2 separate regions of the Gossypium hirsutum genome follow, and region 2 is linked to region 1. A link is a contact called in public Hi-C data. All regions are on one chromosome and are shown on one strand. Each heading gives the region's core, a stretch centred on a gene start, on an enhancer-like site or on the middle of the called end of the contact. The rest is flanking DNA. Distances are from core to core; before and after follow the strand shown.

Evidence for each region. Hi-C and Micro-C count contacts between places; a contact is called where the count stands out from the background.
Region 2: a contact with region 1 is called in a Hi-C map of leaf, with 1.6 times the contacts expected there. The contact joins the promoter of LOC107922395 here to the promoter of LOC107922177 in region 1. A contact is called at or near these places in 3 of 34 Hi-C or Micro-C datasets (hypocotyl and leaf).

The regions. Positions count from the first base shown.
Region 1 is chrD01:56,065,594-56,068,691 of Gossypium_hirsutum_v2.1, forward strand. LOC107922177 (hippocampus abundant transcript-like protein 1) reads left to right here and starts at 1,428. Exons shown (of 14, transcript XM_016852068.2): 1 at 1,428-1,785; 2 at 2,704-2,815. The coding sequence starts at 1,618.
Region 2 is chrD01:56,210,110-56,213,207 of Gossypium_hirsutum_v2.1, forward strand. It overlaps LOC107922395 (heterodimeric geranylgeranyl pyrophosphate synthase small subunit, chloroplastic), which reads right to left and starts at 1,672. Exons shown (of 2, transcript XM_016852414.2): 1 at 1,023-1,672; 2 at 1-204. The coding sequence starts at 1,376.

The sequences.
Region 1 (3,098 bases), core at 178-2,677:
AGCTGAGTGACAAAAACTGAAAAAGGGGCGATAATTGGGTGACCCTATAATGTAGTCTACCCTAAAAATTATAATTCAGAAACTATTAAATAACTCATTTAAAACAATCTTCGATTATCTTATATTTATACCAACAAGTATTGGGTGCATTGATAAGACACGTTACACTTTCAATGAGAGAACATGATTTGAACCTTAAAGATGATGTTGTTAAGAGAGGCAACTACAAACCCCGAACATGAACCTAAAATAAATGTGAAAAATACCAAAAAAAAAATCCTATATTTATATCTATACTCTTAATGAACTATAGTTGAAGTAATAAAAGATTTGTGTTTAATCTTCTATCAACATCGATTTCAAGTTTATTTTTCAGATAACTCTTACCTCTGCTTCTTAATTAGAAAAATCAACATTTCTCGAACATAAGAATGCTCTCCCTTTAGGTAAAGGTAGGAAGATGAACATTTGCATGCAAAAGAATTAAAATATTCATTTGAGACAACATTATATTTTTTCTATTTATTTTTATATAATATTTTTAACTATAAATCAAAGGCATTATTTATAAGTGCCAAATGTTAGGGAAAAAAAATAGAAAATAACTTACAGGTGGGAGAGGCAGGGGCAACAAGAAGAAGACTAGAAGAGAAGAGAGAGTTAAACGTTTATTCTTTAAACCCTAGTTAATATTATATGATGCATAACCCTAGACCAAACAATCCATTTGGAGTAAATTCAGTTTGAAAAGATCGGGTATTGCACAGTTTTCATTAAGGATTTTGACTTAATTGAAGAAATTAAAAAAAAATGGAATTAAATTGATGATGAAAGATGGAACTTAATGATGGATTTATTCTTGTCGGGAGTAAAAATATCAACTATTCATAAGATGTTTCATGATTTATCAGAGAAACTTGTAAACTAAAGAATGTTTATGATCAAGACTGATCTTGTGCTTCAAAGCTCAAGAAGGCATGTTGTGCATGTATTGGCGAAGCTCCCAAGACCCCCAATGGAAAGTACACTTGGCTCTGAACTCAAAATCTACAAACTCTCTTCACTGCTCACTTTCGAGAAATCTAAGAATCCACTATGAAAAAGAGAGATTTTAATAATCAAATTTCACAATGAGATTTTATGTCTCTCTTATACTTCCAATGTCCGCATCCCTCAAATACTAGGAGAATTGACATTTCTCTCATCAAGGAGTACGCAACCCCCTCGAAGCCCTCTCTCAGCCCTTTTCTTAGACTGTTATGATTTTATGTTACAAATTAATAAAAATGGATGCATTAAAATTATAAAATCTAATAACAGAGAAATTTTGTATTAAATTAGCATATCTGCACTTTGATGCTAATTTATTTCACCCATTAAATACATAAGAGAAGTATGAAGTTAGCCTTCTGCTAAATTGTTGAGAAACAAAATTAACAAAACAAAAAAACGTAATGCTTATGTCAGAAATAAATATAGGGGTAATGCGGTCCATATATTTTACGGTAGCTGTACGATTGCTGGTCCCTCTATCTTAGTGGCTAACTATTTTAGAGAGAAGTGTTTAACACAACAGTTGCTTCCTAAGGAGTTGGAGAGAGAGAGAAAAAGAGAGAGATGGAGAAGAAGCTAACAGCGTTGAGCCATCTTTTTGTCACGGTATTCCTGTCAGGGTTTTCAACTATAATAGTGGCTCCGGCCATCATCGATGTTACTATGTTCTCCCTTTGCCCCGGCACTGATGAATGCTCCCTCGCCATTTACCTCTCTGGTTTCCAACAAGCTGTAGTTTCTTCTTCTTCTTTTTCTTCATCTGTCGCTTTGCTATGTCTTATCATTCCTCTTCTTTTCAACAGTTTAGTTTATTTCATAAAATAGCTTTCTTCTGAGATTGATTTGGATTTAATATGTTTTTTCTTCAAGCTGTAGTTTTTTTTTTCTTAAACCAAAGTTTCACCTCAGTTGCTTAAGTAAATTAATTATGGGTAATTTACACCAACAGTCACCCAATTTTGATGTCTGCTTTCAATTCAGTCACTCTACTTTCAATTATGAGTGGCTGTTGGTGTAATTTACCCATTAATTAATGATACGGATAATAAATGTGGAAAAGTATACACCAAGCAAGTTTCTTTGGTTGAATTGTCATTTCTTACCTATTTTTCATATTGGCCGACTTTCAGTTTTGAGTAGTTTTCATGGAGTTGATACTTAAGATCCTTCCAATGTCATTTTGGACATTTGAAGCCTTTTCTTTTTCTTTTTGATGATATACATATGTGGTTCATATTGCAGACAAGACATTAGCTTTTATGATGAACAAAAAGAAAAGATATTAGCTTTTATGGCCCCCCTTTGTTGCGTAATCTGTAATAGAAATAAGGCGACGTCCTAATTTAGACAAAAGGGTGGTCATTCAGTCTTAACATGTCGCCTTCTTGTACCAATTCAACTTTTTTTTTTTTGATAAAATTCCACTACTTACTCCCATTTTTCTTAGGATTTGACTTGGACAGTGTACAATAATTTGTGTCTAAATTTGTTTCAATTAAGTCACGGGTATAGTAGCAAAAGACTTATTAATTATGATATCTGATTTTTGAGTTCAAATATTTTCCTTTATCAAAAGAAAGCTTTCTAAAATCATGAATCGATTTGATTCCGAGTATTTTGATGTTGGTAATTGAATTGAGATTGATGCAGATCATAGGACTAGGGACGGCCTTGATGATGCCAATTATTGGGAATCTATCGGATCAGTATGGAAGAAAAGCTCTACTTACATTGCCTATGACATTATCCATTATTCCCCTTGGTATGTATGTACATATAATATATATGATATGAACATAGATTTCACAGCTTTCATTGTCTCAACACTGCTCTCATGGGGTCACTATCTATGTGCCAAAGTTCCTAACGCATGCGTGTGTTGTGTGGCTTTGATGGGTCACCTTTTCATGTCTTTGTTTACATCTTTGAATTGGCTTATAGGGTGTCATTGTCCGACTTTGGGTCCTGCTAGGTTTTATTATTCAAAGCTTGCTTTTAACTTGACATTCAAAAATTTAATTTGGTTGTATCTGTTGGATCGAGTG
Region 2 (3,098 bases), core at 422-2,921, 140 kb after region 1:
AATCACACGCAAGAGCCGGGATTCAGGAACAAGCTCAGGAGGCGTATGCATGACAATATGGTGGAAGCCAAGAGGGAAGAGTGCATCACCAGCAAGGATTGCCATGTCATCACCAAAGACCTTATGGTTCGAAGGTTGGCCTCTGCGTTCTAGAGCATCATCCATGCAAGGAAGGTCATCATGAATTAGTGAAGCAGCATGAACCTGTAAAAATGAAAAAAGTTCAGTTCTAACCTGCACTTATGATCATCTGGTACCGATTTAAACTACATACAGACAACATAAAAGACAACTTCAGTTTAAATAGAACAACTTGCAGACGTCTCTTTGATTACAGGGCTTTGATTTAGCAACAAAGAATACTACATATTAAAACAAACTTCCATGGCCAGTGAATCTTCAAGAGTGTTCTAACAAAGCAATGAATTGTCTTTCTTGTATTTCTGAATTAAGTTTCTTACTCAGTTTAGGCAAATGATATTGCGCAAATATAATCCCAGCAATCTTCAGAAAAAAGATGACTCTTCCTACTTCAATGTCAAACAGTGATTCTGGTTATAAATATGATAAAATCCTGATCCATTTGTTTATCAATTATAACCAAGATTGAATTCAGTGAACCACAAATTCAAAAGCATACTGCACCAGGGTTATATTCTCATTCCATTTGAGATTTTATGTTAATTTGAACATTGATATAATCATTCAAAAACAATCCAAAAACCATTCGGGAAAAGGTTACCTTTTCTCATAATCAACATTAATTCTAGTTTTTGATTCTCTAAAAATTAAACTCTATGAAGAAAGTAACCAATACTTGATATTACATGCTGCAGCTACTAGAGCTTCATAAAGGGAAGATTCTTAAAAATTTATAGAATTAACACTAGAATAAAGTAATCCAACCAAAGTTTTATACCATATTCCTTAAAGCAGATACCTAAGCGTGGTTACTAAAGAAGAATCAGATCAAATCATGTGAATAGAGAGGAAATTGGATAAATGGGAAAAGAGGAGGCAACCATTTCAAGAGCACAAGCAGTAGGAAAAGCAGCGAGTCGATTATCCCCAAAGATTTCATAGGCAGCCACACACATAACAGGAGGGGCTCGCTTAGCACCCTTTGCAAGAACAGAGTACCTCATAGCTTCATAGATCTGATCTGGGTATTTCACTGGGATTGCTTCTTCAAGCTTTTGAGTGATTTCTGCATAAAGGGTAGCCCAGTAAGCCTTTAAATCGAATTGGGTCAAATTTGATTGACTTGAAATTGATACAGATGGTGACGATAGGCATCGAATTTGGATGTGAATATTCTTGGGTTTCCTGGTAAGGTAGAGATTTGGAACTGATGTTAACACCGTTGAGAAAACCATCCTTTCTCTCTCTCTCTTTTTCCTTTTCCCAGTACAAATTGATTGTAGAATTTTTCCCTTTATATGAACTAAACTTATTTTGTTAGGTCAGTCTCAACTATGACATACGAAGCCATTTCCTCCATTAAAGCCATTTATTAGTGCAACTCAAAAGGATAGTGTTTATGATCAAAGAAAAAGAAAAAAATAATAGGCACTCACAATGAGTACAGAAGTTGGAAGGATAGTCACATTCTTCGAATATGTATAATCTTCACGTTACAATTTTAAGGGCCTTTCGCCAGAAAATGGATCATGTCCATGTCAATTTTATCTTCGACCTATAAGAGTGAGAGTTCGGTTGATTCGAATAAAAAATTTTTGAAGTAATCGAGTTGACAAATATTATTTTATCATTTTAACTAGATTTAAAATTTTCTCGAATCGAATCAAGTCGAGTGAGATAGAATTCAAATCGAATATATTTGTTCGAGTTAAATCAAAAAAAATAAATTTAAATATTTGTAACCACTGTTACTCACCGTCATCAAATTTGTTATTAAATTACATCTCCTCATGATTTATTTATTAATTTTTTTATATATGAGTTAGCATCTTTGCTTGTTTAGTTGTTTCAATTATCTTCTGATTGTTGTCACTATATATTTTGAAATTAAAAAATACATTAAATATAAAAAATGTAATTTTTTTATTAAAAGTTATCTTAAAGATAAAATGTGAAATTGATACCAACATAAAATTTTAACATGAATATTTTATGGCATCATTAATAATTCAATTTTAATATAAATTTATAAAGATTTAATATGATTAAACAATTCAATAATATAAATAGTATAAAATATGAAATTTAATTTAATAATATAAATAGCATATATAAATTAAAAAATTTGACAGAGATATAAATAAAAATTATTATTTAGATTTAGAGATTTTTTTGAATGATTTTTTTATTTAAGGGTAAAAGGTGAAAAGTAAATAATTCAAAAATTAAACTCGATTCGAAATTGAAATTCAAAAAAATAATTCAAGTTTACTCGAATAACTCGATTCTTTTAACTCGAATTTTGAAAAAAAAAATCAAAATTTTTAAGTCGAATCAAGATTTGCTCACTCTTATTGACCCATACTATAATTTTTTGGGGTTTATTATCGGCATAAATAGGATTCCATTATAATCGATTTAATTTTTTATTGGATAAGTTAGCGTCTTTTGTTGATTTAGTAAGTTAAGTGAATTGATGGTTAAATTAGCTATATATGCCAAAAAATGTTTATTGGTCAAATAGATTGATTTTTTGAAAATTTAAGGAAATTAGTCATTTTTGGAGAGAGTGTGTGAAAGCGTATCCAATTGGGTGCGCTTTCTGTACAGCTGGTAGGAAAGCGCGCCCAACTAGACACGTTTTTCCTTTAAGTAGCAATTTTTTACTTTTTTTTTTAATATAATTAGTTTGTTTGGTTGGATAGTTAAATGTTAGTTATTTTATTTTTTAGTATCAGGTTCAATTCATCTCCCACTCACATTAGTACATTTCTATTTCATGTTATTTTAAGCTTTTTTAATTTTTAATTAATATTTTTAACTTCTTTAGTTAAATAATTAAATAATAATTTCATTCTTAATACCTGTATGGATATAACACACCAATTCGTTATGTATAGATTATGAGATTCCATTGATATAGAGCAATTCCAATAGACTTATTGCAAGGTCCCATT